Regions from separate parts of the Mus musculus genome. Here all the other regions are linked to region 1. A link is a contact called in public promoter capture Hi-C data. All regions are on one chromosome and are shown on one strand. The core of a region is the stretch at or near the end of the contact, and the rest is flanking DNA. Distances in the headings are between cores, read along the strand shown.

Region 1 (2,909 bases), core at 182-2,681:
GTAATGTGCATGTAATATAGACAAGAAGTAATACTTAATTATTTTTCCCCCTCAGGGTCTGTAAAACAAAGAAAAAGGCCTAAGTAATTCGTTCTTTGTTAGAAAGTCATCTTCTGATGCCCTTGGCTGAAGGAATACTCTCGTTTACTTCCCTCTCACCAAGCCCAATTTTTTAGTGGTGAAAGTAGACTTGGTATTTGCCAGCAAAGGAGGCAGATGGGTGATAGGCTCAGAGTGGGCAACCACAGTGACTTTGGGTCCAGCTTAACAAACTGGACATGGACTGTGGTGTCTGCCTTATGCCTCGTATGGATTTGGGTCTGCATAGTGCAAATGAGTTCCTAAATGCCGGTGAGCATTGAGCTTAAAGCCTGAAATGGCAAGAGTGGCCGTGGCCCTAAGCCAGCACTCTAAAGAGGCAAGGTCTCCCCAGGAAGGCTGGCTGACCTGAGCGCTATGCAGTCAGGAAGATGGGGATCGGAACTGTGCTCAGTAGTGCAGGTAGGCCACTCTGCCCTCTCACTCTGGGCCTCTGTTGTAGAAAGCTACTCTGACCCCAGCACTGGCTCTGAGCTGTCATGCAGTTCTCCATAACCTTTCCTGTGTGGCTGATGGCAGAGGCAGCTTCATTTTCACAGTAGGGAGGTTTTCCAGAAGCAGGATATGGGTGCCTGGGCCATAGCAGAGGCTTTGCCATCTGCCAGGCAGGGTGCTCACTGAACAATCCACAAACAAGCCCGGGACTTTGCCTGTGCTGACGGGAACATGCCATAACTGCATAAGGTAGTTACTTGTGGATTGAGCAGGCAATCCTTCCTCTTTGACCATTTTCCCCTTCTATTTTTATGACAAAAATCTTCTAATTACTACTGACTATTTCGCAAGCTCTGTTCCTGATCCGTTTGTGGGATTTGTGCTTCCTTGTAGGTTTATGCTGGGAATTTAGCCTATGGGCAATAGGATGTGCTACTTAATTTTGCCATAAAAGGATGATATTATATCGATATACGTTGTTTTCCGACAGGTGATTAACTTAGGCAAGCCTCTTAAAAACCTCGGCACAGCAACCTTGAATATACAGTGGCCCAAGGAGATTAGCAATGGCAAATGGTTGCTTTATTTGATGAAAGTTGAATCCAAAGGTTTGGAGCAGATTGTTTGTGAGCCACACAATGAAATAAACTACCTGAAGCTGAAGGTATGCTGACGGTTTTCCTGCATGCCCCCTCCCCCTCCCCACATCCCCTATCCCCCCCCTCCCCCAGAGTGAGTGGGGTAGGCTCGACTCTGCTCAGGAAGCTGCACTGTGGCGTGCTGACTTTTTCTGTGGGTGTCACAGTTTCCTCATTTATGACTGAGTTAGCCAGTGGGACAGAAGCGGTTTCGCTGATGCATGACTGTTATGGAACATCCACTTGTTGGGGCGAAGGACATTTTCTAAAGTGTTATGACCCAATAAGCTGTGTAAGGAGAACATGCCCCGGGGAGGAAGCAGTGGACATAAGCTGCACAGAGCGTCAGGAAGGCACAGCCAAGGCCTTTGTACTGAGGCAGACGACCTTGAACACTTGCAATCTTATTAATAGTAAGTGTTCATCGAGTCCCTTACTGTGTCACTGCCAGGCCAAGCACTGTGTATATTCTCTTGAGAATTTTGAGATAGTTTTTACTATCTCCCCCTTCCCCACAATGAATGCCCTGAGACATTAAGTACCCTCAAAATGGCACAGCTCTTAAGAGAGAGGTGGATTCTGCATAAGCACCCACCGACTTCGAAGCCTAATCCCTCTACTGCAGCACACTTACATAACTAGCCCAGGTGAGTGAGTTCCAGTGTGGTAGATGGCTGCTCTTTTTCTTTTAAATTCTTAGGGTTTTTGCTGTTGTTTAGTTGGGGTTTTTGTTGTTGTTGTTTTGAGACAAGGTTTCTCTGGGTCGCCCTGGCTGTCCTGGAACTCACCAGGTTGGCCTCAAACTTAGAGATCCCTCTGTCTCTGTCTCCCAAGTGCTGGGATTAAAGACATGAACCACTATGCCTGGCTTGGCTGTTTATTTTTGAGGCAGGTCTTATGTAGCCCAGGCTGGCCTTGAACTTTTGGGGTAACCAGAAATGACCTTGACATCTTGATTCTCCAGCCACTACCTCCCAAGTGCTGGTATTACATCGTGTGCTGCTGCGCCCATACGTGCTAGGCTAGGCTAGGCTAGGCTAGGCTAGGCTCAAACCCAGGGCTTCATGCATTCTAGGCAAGCATCCTGCTAGTTCAGCTACATCTCCAGCCCTCTTATTTTAAATTCCAAAGTGACTGTATAGTCGCAGATTTACAGCTTGCTCCTTGACTCAGCAACACTGAAAAACATACTGGCCTGTTATTTTTATTCTTAAGTATAAGTTGACTATCCCTTTCTAAGCAATCCTAAATGCAAAAATGCTGTAAAGATTGCTCATAGGAGAGACTCACCTTGTATAAGGAAGACATAATGCTAAAAGTTCTTATCTGTCTTAGTCTTCAATGCTCCTCTCTATGTTGATCATACAAAGGGCCTTGTGCTTTCCTGTTGTTCTTCATGGCTTCTTTTCATTATTCCATATGTGCTGACTCTCTCTGATGTGGTGGACATGGGGCTGAATGCTGGGGTAGGGTAGATCTCTGGTTTCTGATCTACTGACTAACAGTTTGATGCTGTGTATTGTGGTTGAGTGGAGAGACAGGAACTGAGGAGGTGTCTTTCTTTCCCCGAGTTTCAGTATCACACTAGGAATAAACTACTTAAATAAATAGAGTCCCCACCGATGAACTTTAAAATGGCCATAATGCTTGCTGGTTTTACCTTTCCTCTGCTTTTGATGGTGGGAAGGAAGATGGGACGCTTAATGGTAGCCTTGGCAGAATTTGGACTCGGTGAGA
Region 2 (2,909 bases), core at 245-2,744, 220 kb before region 1:
TGTGTGTGTGTGTGTGTGTGTGTGTGTGTGTGTGTGTGTGTGAAAGAGAGAGAGAGAGAGCAAGCTGCAGGCTTCACTCATAGAAGTTTATTCTCAGTGATGTTCTTCATTCATTCATATTCATTCTAAATATCTTCCAAAGATCCCTCTTCTCCACCAACTCTAACCACTACTGCTGGATCAACCTGTAAAGTCTACCCCGCATAGAGGTCATTCCATTTCAACACACAAAGTCTTGAGAAACACATTCACGTCAGAGGGAGGATACACTAGTGGAGGATGGACATTCTTTAGAGTCTCCCAGCAGCAGATGGCACTGGCTTAGCACTTAGTTGGTCCAACACACTGATTTAGTGGTGTCTCAGATTGGTTCTTTCAGTGGCTGCCAGTTGTGTGTGTGTGTGTGTGTGTGTATGTAACATGTTTTTTTCCCATGCTTAAATGGAAAGTTTCCTTCATTTGGCAAAGGACTTGACGAGAACGAACTCTATCAAGACAGGATTTTATTAGTGTTGGCCTTCCAACACTCACATCATGCATACCTTCTACAGACTGTTGGAAATGGCAAGGTAATAATAGCTTTGACTTTACAGTGCTTTTCCTAATTCTCAGCATGGTCTCGGTTTTTTGTGGGAGGCCAGAGGCCAGTGTCATCTAAAGCGAGGAGAAAGGCACGCAAGGCCGTGCCAATGAGTAGACAAACGTGGTGTGATCGCAGGTTTGATCCTGGAGTCAGCGTGCTTAGATCCTGCTCTTCAGGTGGGCATTCCTCAGTTTTCCGATCTGACCTGGTGGGGTGGCTCAGGAGCGAGCAGTACACTGTGTGTAAGCTGTTTAGCACAGTGCCTGGTGTCAGCAGGCTCTCGATCATTGGCCATCATTGCAACTATGAAATGTGGAAGACTGACTCATGTCACTTCCAAGAATGGAGCTTTTCTTCTGTAATGGACAAACAATAGGTATTTCGTACCTGTTGCTTACAGTATTCAATTCGAAAACATTAATTGGCATACTATTAGATACACGTGAAACATCTTTCTGGGCATTCTGTATTTGGCTTCCTTTTGTGAGGGAAGGAAGGCTTTCTCTGTGAGAATCACTGGTCCTGGGTATAGCTGAGAGCTACAGCAATTGCGCTCGGGGTTATCCAAGGTGCCAAACCCCTTCTCTGATCCCTAGAGCTCAGACTGGCTAAACCAGGTGATTACAAAACTGGAGGAGGGGGCCCACCTCGAATGTGTGGGGTAGACTGGGGCTTTCGACTTGTCTACAGGAAGCTGGAGTCAGACTGCTGGGCTAAGTTCTTAGAAACGTGGGTTTGGCTCTCTGTGCGTGTTCGAATGTGTGTGTGTGTTACATTGATAACTTAGAGCTGGGAGCCAGGTAGGAGAGGTCACAGAGTTTGGCTTCAGAAATGCCTGAGGAACTTGCTGGCTAAGGTTATTGCTTTTCTGGTCAGAACAGTGGAACCAACTCCCACAGAAGGGGAAATGAGAACGGTGACATTTGCTTCTCTGTAGAGCAGGGAAGGAGGAAAAGAACTCAGTGCCAGGAGAGCCCACTGGCTGCTCTCTCAGATTCTCATTTTGAAATGGCATCTGGACTTCAAAACATGCTCACACTTGAAAAATGAACGCATTGGCCAGGGCTGGTGTTTACCAGTGTGAACTTGTTCCTGCATCCAGTTGGTTGTTTTTTGGTGTTTTTTTTTTTTTTTTTTTTTTTGGTGAGGCTATGTAACTGCCATTCCCCCCACCCCCCTCCACCCCCAACCCTGGTCTCTCAAATGAGGGAGATCCTTAGTTTCTTTGTTAAAAATAGATGTCAGGGTGGGTGGGAGCAGGAAGGAGTTTCCTGCCTCAGGCAGAGGAGGATATGACAGGGCACAGACTGTGAATTGCAGCTGAGACTTGAAGGGCTGCAGCCGCTGAGACCAGTGCAGCTTGGATACACCAGTTGTTGTTAGTTCACTTCCGGGTCATGGCTGTCCAGCTCTAGCCTGTCCTGGGGGGACATTCCCATCAGGTTCCAATAGGTTGTGACCAGAAGCAGCTTGGGGATGAGAGGGATTTGTTCAGTTTACATCTCTGGGATCAGTCCATGGAGGGAGTCAGAGCAGGAACCTAGAGGCAGGAACTGAAGCAGAAGCCGTGGAGGAGTGATGTTTACTGATTTGGTCCTTCTGGCTTTCTTTTTTCTTTTTCTTTTCCTTTCTTAGATATTTTCTTTATTTACATTTCAAATGTTATCCCCTTTCCTAGTCTCCCCTCCGAAAATCCCCTACCCCTTCCCCCCTCCCCCTGCAAAGATTTATTTATTTACTTATTTACTTACTTGTTTGCTTATTTATTTATTGTATATGAGTACCCTATCGCTGTCTTCAGACCCACCAGAAGAGGGCATCTGATCCCATTCCAGATGGTTTGAGCCACAATGTGGTTGCTGGGAATTGAACTCAGGACCTCTGGAAGAGCAGTCAGTGCTCTTAACCGCTGAGCCATCTCTCTAGCACCTTCTGGCTTTTTTAGCTTGCTTTTTAAATACAATTTAGGAACATCTGTACAGGGGTGATACTACTCACAGTGGGCTGGGCCCTCCCACATCAGTTAAAAAAAAAAAAAAAGCCCTATAGATCTGCCTACAGTCCAGAGTGGTGGAGATATTTTCTAAATATTGTGTCAAAAGATACATACAACAACAACAACAATCAAACAGCACAGAGCCTCTGGGTCTTACTTTGGAGCTGGCTTGGGTAAATTCAGTCATCACTCCTGTGAGTTTCTAACCTACACTATCTGGCTGGGTTTTTATGGGAGTGGTGCTACATTAGGGGTCCCAGGCAAAATATGAGACGTTGGCTATGAGTCTAAGTATGAGTCTAAGTGCCACATAAAGAAATGATATTTTAG
Region 3 (2,909 bases), core at 136-2,635, 190 kb after region 1:
ACATACCTCTGTCTCCAAATGACACAAAATCCCATTGAGATCTGCATAGCTCATTTCTCAAGCAGTTACATTCTTCCTACTTCTGATGGACCCCAGAGCCACATCCTGCTTATGTGGCCTTGATTTCTGGGCAGCTAAGACCCCCCAAGCTGAAGGCTTCCAGAGCAACCTGACTGGGAGAGAGTAAGCCTCTGGATAGCAGGAGCACCTCCCACCAAGAGACCTTCCCCAAGACCTGATGCTCTTGTTCCCAGTTCCCGCATTGCTACTTTGTAACAACCGTGTTTGTCCTCAGCATCCTGGGAAATGCAGAGCCGCAACTCCTTGTGCCCTGGAGCTTTTAGAGACCTGCAAACCCTCACGCCTATCTTCGTGTTTTTATTCCATGCTTATTTTTCCTCACCACCAAGCTCGCTGCAATGTGCACTCACATCAGAGACATGTCTCCCAGCTTCTCAGACAGCCTTCTGGCCTTGGCCCTTCTTTTTGCTATCTTACAGAACTTTGACCAGCCAACAAGGGGGTGTGCCTACAGGCAGCATCCATGTCTAATGGTGTCCGACATGACATGTTCATGTAGGTTTCTGCTTGGCAACAGGCATCTTGTTTAGGAGTAGTCTCTCCAGTTCCCCAGTGACACTTTGTCTGCATCTCCAGGGACATCTTACCCTCAAAACAATACACACAAATAATAGCAATAGTGATGATGATGGTGGTGGTGATTATGATGATGATAGTAAACCTTAAAGTAGGCATATATACCTACTATATTAGACAACAGCACTCAACTCTCTCTCTCTCTCTCTCTCTCTGTGTGTGTGTGTGTGTGTGTGTGTGTGTGTGTGTGTGTACACAAGGCCTTGCTTTTCCCTGCAGATTTTATAGGTGAGGAGAATTTATGGTATAACAAATATTTAAATCCTAGAAACATGTATGCTTTTTTAGCAATTCTGGAAACACCTAAACTAAGGGAAATCTCCAATCATATCAATTCCTAAAGACTGACTGACTTTCATGTTTCAAAATAGAGAATGGTGCTTTATGATGTCACTAAAGCCTGTAACACTCACTGTTATCTTTATTTGATACAAACCCAGCAGCTGGGTTGGGTATGGCTATGCACAGTTAGATACGCTATGAACTGAGGCTAGTGGGTCCTACTCGCTGTATATAAAGCACTTAGTACAAAGCTTTGAATGAGCAGGGTCCCGGTGTTTTCTGCTAACTAATAAAAAGTTGATTGCCTAGACTGGAGAGCTGTTGGCTCCCATACCTGCAATGCTAGCAATGGTCACAAGAGGGCAGTGTTAGAACATGAAAACCAGGAACTGCAGCCCAGTATTTTGAAACTGCAGGAGTTTAAATTTTGTTCAGCCATTTCACTGGAGCAGAGATTCTGGGCTGCACTTGGCCTTGGTCTCCACTTCATTCCACCCCCTCATCTGTCATTGTGCCATTATCTGGCAATTTTTACTCTGGTTTTGAAAAAAAGACCTCTTGCTGTTTTTCTCTCTAAGGTCAAATAGAAAACCTTTAGTCATCCCTGCCTTTGCTTTTACAACACAGATGCCTTTGTTCATTGCAGTTTTGATTATTAAATTTGAAGTACAGCTCTCTCTCCCTTTCTCCCCACCCTCCTTCCCTCCCTCTCTCCCTCTTTCGCTCCCCCCCCTCTGTGTGTTTCCTTCCCTCCCTCCCTCCCTCTCCCCCGCTTCCTCTCCCTGATTCTTTCACTTGGCCACACACTCTGTTCGCTTTCCTTTCAGTGACATCACCATTTTTGGGAGACACTACTTGAACACATTTCTGAACAGTTTTACGAAGCCCAGAAAACGTAAAAGGTGGCAAGCTGGTTGCAGATGGTGTCACTGCTGACTCCCGCCGGAGCTCTGGCTGGGGCTGAGCTATTCATTAGGAATGGATATTTAGTTGACTTGGCATTCTGCACAACTCACCCTACATGTAGTTTTGTTGTTGAGTATTCTTTGTCCGGGTGACACAGTGCTGGCCAGTTCAGCTCTGCACTGGTTAGAAATGCCCGTGCCAGGCCGTGCTCTGCAAGCCAGCCCCAGCGAGCTTGCCTGATGTCCATCGGCTGCCCGACAAGCCGATTCCAGGGACACGCTCTGAAAGGAACCGGCCTTGCCGTTGCCGCTTGCCAGAAAACACATTTGACTTAGAAGTATCTTGCCTTCCTGCTTGGCAGTAAATCCTTTTGACACACGTGCAGTTGGATGCCTTGACAGACTCTGAAATTGGGTTCCATTTGATTTGATTACTTAAAAACGCTTAGAGAACTCAATAAATTCCAGGAGCAAATTCAAGCTCAGGAAGCAAAATGCAAGAGCTTTGAAACCTAGTGGCAAGTATAGGCTGGAAATGAACCCTGTAAAAACATCAGCTTTTAAAGAACTTATGCTTCTGAGTCTACCTATACACGTAAAGATAACCTAACACAAATAAGATTGTTAACTCTTGACTCAATGACACAGAAATGAATAAATTCTGAATAGCTAACAGGTCTGATAACTCTTCAGAATCACAGGATAATTTTTCATTTTCCATGAGTTCATCACAGACACAGCTCATGTCCCCAGATCATCTGCGCAGGCCAGGTTTCAGTGGACCATGATCGTACATTGTGACATGTAACCCTGGCCTTCTTACCACCGTGACCACTTCACAGTGTCCGTATGAACACATGTGAGACAGCTCTGGCGAGAATGTCTGCTTTAAGATGTGAGAACGCCACAATGCAGATGCACAAAGCAGATAAATTAAGAGGTGATTAGTCGCAGTACAAAAGGATTCTTTGATTTACAGCAGGATTGTCAGGAGGGTTTCTTTGAATACAAGCTCCCCCAGAGAGCTCAAGTGTTTTGCAGATCATTCAAACCACTTGACATCCA
Region 4 (2,909 bases), core at 290-2,789, 170 kb before region 1:
CCAGATAACCTTTGTGATTAACCTGAATGCCTTATTCTTAGAATAAGCACCATTTTAATATTTGTGTGTATGTGTGTGTGTGTGTGTGTGTATGTGTGTGTGTTTTACACATCTGCTGTGTGCCAAGCCCCGTACAAGAGCCCTGAAGTCTCAGCAATGAGGGTTTGTAGTGGCAGATCAGTAGTAAAGAACATTTGTTGCTCTTACAGAGTGTCTGGATTCGGTTCCCAGGACCCGCAAAATGGCTCACAACTATGTAAACCCCAGTTCCAGGGAGTCTGGCACCTTCTCTGACCTCTGTGGTCTCTGTATACATGTGGTAAACTTCCATGCATGCAGGCAAGCAAACACTTGTATGCATAAAATAATAATAAAAAAATAAGACTTTTAAAAGGAGACTCAGCAATAAGAAGTCACAATTCCCACCCATGTCTGAAGCAATGAGCTCTGAAATAAAGGTGTCATTAATGGTAAAAACAAAAACAAAGAGTAAGAGAGATGGGGGGAGGTGGCAGACCTGGCTAAGGATGCAGATAGTGATATCATCTATGATACACAGTGCTCGGCACCATATAGAGGCTTGCATGATAACTCAAGAGTTAATCCTAACCGTCCTGTGATAGAGGGGCTCATATTCTTCCCATTTCATGGATGGGAAACTTGAGGCGTGTGAGAGATTGAATAAATTGCCTATGAATGAACTTGTAAATGGGAGAGACTGCTACTGAGTCTTAGGTATGTGGACTAAAAATAGCAGCAATAATAGTGTCAAAGGATGTGGTGTTTTGATATTTCCAAAAACTACTTTCTTTGATCCGCTCCTAAAGAGAAGCCAAGTATTTCTTAAACAAGCCCTTGAACTTGGGAATCGTTAGAGTGCCTTTGCTTTCCAGCTGGTAGACCTGGTCTGTGGTCCAGCCCCACGCACCCTAAATAGCCTGATATGGACAGAGGGTAATGGTTAAATACCAGTTCTTAGCTATGTGACCTCCAAACCTTTACTTCCCTATCTATAAAAAGAGGGTAATAGCATTTCTGTCTAGGGGGTCTCCTGCCAGCTACTTCTGGTTTCCTCCACACCCATCACACAAAATGAGGCTTCTGAATAGCACAGATGCTGAAAAGGAGCCAACCTGGAAGTCTGTGGGGTGCTCTGAGTGACTGCAGCCATTGTTCCGTGGCTGCGGAGGGCCTCTCCGGCAGGGAGGGCAGAGGGCTCTGGCCTTTGGTGGACATCTGCCTCAGAATTCCTCTGCTCTGCTGTTTGAAGACATCGGCTTTTCCTTCAAGGACTGAGCAAATGCAGTCAGAAGAAATATGCCAGGGAGACAACACGGCGGTTGACTGGAGACTGGATGAGGACCGGATGTAGGCCTGACCCCGGGCTGTGTCCCTGGGGTGCAGCTCGGAGAGACCTCAGGGCCGACATTGCGTTCTCTGTTTACTCAGGGGTTTCCTCCTCGGAGCTGCCAAGGAAGCAGCTCTGTGAGGAAAGGGAAAACACGTGGGGTAGGACCCTGGACCCACACGGGGCGGACTACACAAGCTCCTGCCTGCCTCTATCAGGGAGGGGTGGAATACAGTCCAGCCCCTCCCCTGCCCTGCCTGGGCCAGCAGCATAACATGGGCCCTTGGGGACACTGTCCTCATGGCTACTTCATCCTAGGTGACCTGGTACCTCTTGGGGGGATGGGGAGGGGCCTGTGGGATGGTAAAAGCATGCCCAGAAGCTTGGTAAGGTAGAGCAGGTTGAGACCCGGAAACTTGGTAGGCACACATCTGAGACTTAGGCGACTTCTAGCTCCCTGCCAAATTCCTGGCCTGGAACACGTGCCATATTCCCCACCATAGGTCACATAGTTCTCCATGCTAATGAGGTACCTAGAGGCCTGGAGGGCTTAGCCAATAAACTTCCCTTCCCAGACATTTCTCCCTGCAAAAGGTATTTAATCTCGTGTCCACCCTGAGAAGGGGTACAGCTAAGTATGCATCCAATTTTCCACCATGAACAGTCAATAAACAGTTTAGAACCGTAGACTGAGTCTTTCATCAAGACCGGCTGCGGGGAGCCAAGAAGGCCTCCACCTACAGAGCTGCAGTTTAATTCTCCCGTAGAAGGCCTCTCTGCGCTTCCAGCCTGCCTCCACCAAGCTAAGGACAATCACCACTGGAACAAGGCAGAGCTCCCCTTCCTCAGGTCTGGGCTAGATGCTGACCCAGCCCTCCAGCTCTCAACTCAGTTCTTGGCTCTTCTGTGACTCTCAGTGTGCCTGGATGTCCAAGAGTCAGAGAACCTCATGGTCCCAGCCTCATCACAGGTCTGAGGGCCCCAAACCCTCTCCAGGTTTCCCACATCCCAGACTGTGCTTTCCCACCCCCTGAGCGGTGTCTCACTTCCCTAAAGCCCTGCCCCAGCTCCTGTGGTGTCATGGGATAAGTGCTGTCACACTATCCAAGTTCCACCTCCCCAAAGAGGCTGACTGGGACCCTGGGGTTGGGCTATTATTCATTTGTTACAGGCCCTGAGCTGTAACACGTGTGTAACCAAATACCTGGGATAACCAACTGTCTTAGTCAGGGTTTTTATTCCTGCACAAACATCATGACCAAGAAGCAAGTTGGGGAGGAAAGGGTTTATTCAGCTTACACTTCCAAGTTGTTGTTCATCACCAAAGGAAGTCAGGACTGGAACTCAAGCAGGTCAGGAAGCAGGAGCTGATACAGAGGCCATGGAGGGATGTTCATTACTGGCTTGCTTCCCCTGGCTTGCTCAGCCTGCTTTCTTATAGAACCCAAGACTACCAGCCCAGAGATGGTCCCACCCACAAGGGGCCCTCCCCCCTTGATCACTAATTAAGAAAATGCCTTACAGCTGGATCTCATGGAGGCATTTCCCCAGCTGAAGGTCC

The links. Capture Hi-C pulls out chosen DNA fragments and counts their contacts.
Region 2: a contact with region 1 is called in a promoter capture Hi-C map of adipose tissue. The contact joins two enhancer-like sites. A contact is called at or near these places in 1 of 484 Hi-C or Micro-C datasets (bone marrow-derived macrophages), 9 of 115 datasets of contacts at active chromatin or transcription factors (bone marrow-derived macrophages, craniofacial prominence, embryonic basal ganglia and 4 more) and 4 of 9 other capture datasets (adipose tissue, embryonic stem cells, liver and 1 more).
Region 3: a contact with region 1 is called in a promoter capture Hi-C map of adipose tissue. The contact joins two enhancer-like sites. A contact is called at or near these places in 1 of 15 datasets of contacts at CTCF or cohesin (large pre-B cells), 15 of 484 Hi-C or Micro-C datasets (the G1E-ER4 cell line, the HL-1 cell line, Th1 cells and 9 more) and 2 of 9 other capture datasets (adipose tissue and embryonic stem cells).
Region 4: a contact with region 1 is called in a promoter capture Hi-C map of adipose tissue. The contact joins two enhancer-like sites. A contact is called at or near these places in 1 of 115 datasets of contacts at active chromatin or transcription factors (double positive thymocytes) and 1 of 9 other capture datasets (adipose tissue).

What each region holds. Positions count from the first base shown.
Region 1 is chr2:71,842,105-71,845,013 of GRCm38.p6, forward strand. Itga6 (integrin alpha 6) reads left to right here. Exons shown (of 26, transcript NM_008397.4): 20 at 1,025-1,198. Among named protein-coding and RNA genes, the nearest start is that of Pdk1, 30 kb to the right of the region's middle. Within about 2 kb of position 1,432, at least 52 of the 459 cell types and tissues checked have an H3K27ac peak or open chromatin away from gene starts, as enhancers often do. A contact at or near this core is called in adipose tissue, bone marrow-derived macrophages and microglia, where this site is marked.
Region 2 is chr2:71,621,412-71,624,320 of GRCm38.p6, forward strand. No RefSeq gene overlaps it. Among named protein-coding and RNA genes, the nearest start is that of Gm36857, 32 kb to the left of the region's middle. Within about 2 kb of position 1,495, at least 29 of the 459 cell types and tissues checked have an H3K27ac peak or open chromatin away from gene starts, as enhancers often do. A contact at or near this core is called in adipose tissue, bone marrow-derived macrophages and microglia, where this site is marked.
Region 3 is chr2:72,037,061-72,039,969 of GRCm38.p6, forward strand. All of the region lies in intron 3 of Rapgef4 (Rap guanine nucleotide exchange factor (GEF) 4), which reads left to right. Among named protein-coding and RNA genes, the nearest start is that of Gm29940, 16 kb to the right of the region's middle. Within about 2 kb of position 1,386, at least 83 of the 459 cell types and tissues checked have an H3K27ac peak or open chromatin away from gene starts, as enhancers often do. A contact at or near this core is called in adipose tissue, where this site is marked.
Region 4 is chr2:71,671,977-71,674,885 of GRCm38.p6, forward strand. No RefSeq gene overlaps it. Among named protein-coding and RNA genes, the nearest start is that of Gm36909, 18 kb to the left of the region's middle. Within about 2 kb of position 1,540, at least 40 of the 459 cell types and tissues checked have an H3K27ac peak or open chromatin away from gene starts, as enhancers often do. A contact at or near this core is called in adipose tissue, where this site is marked.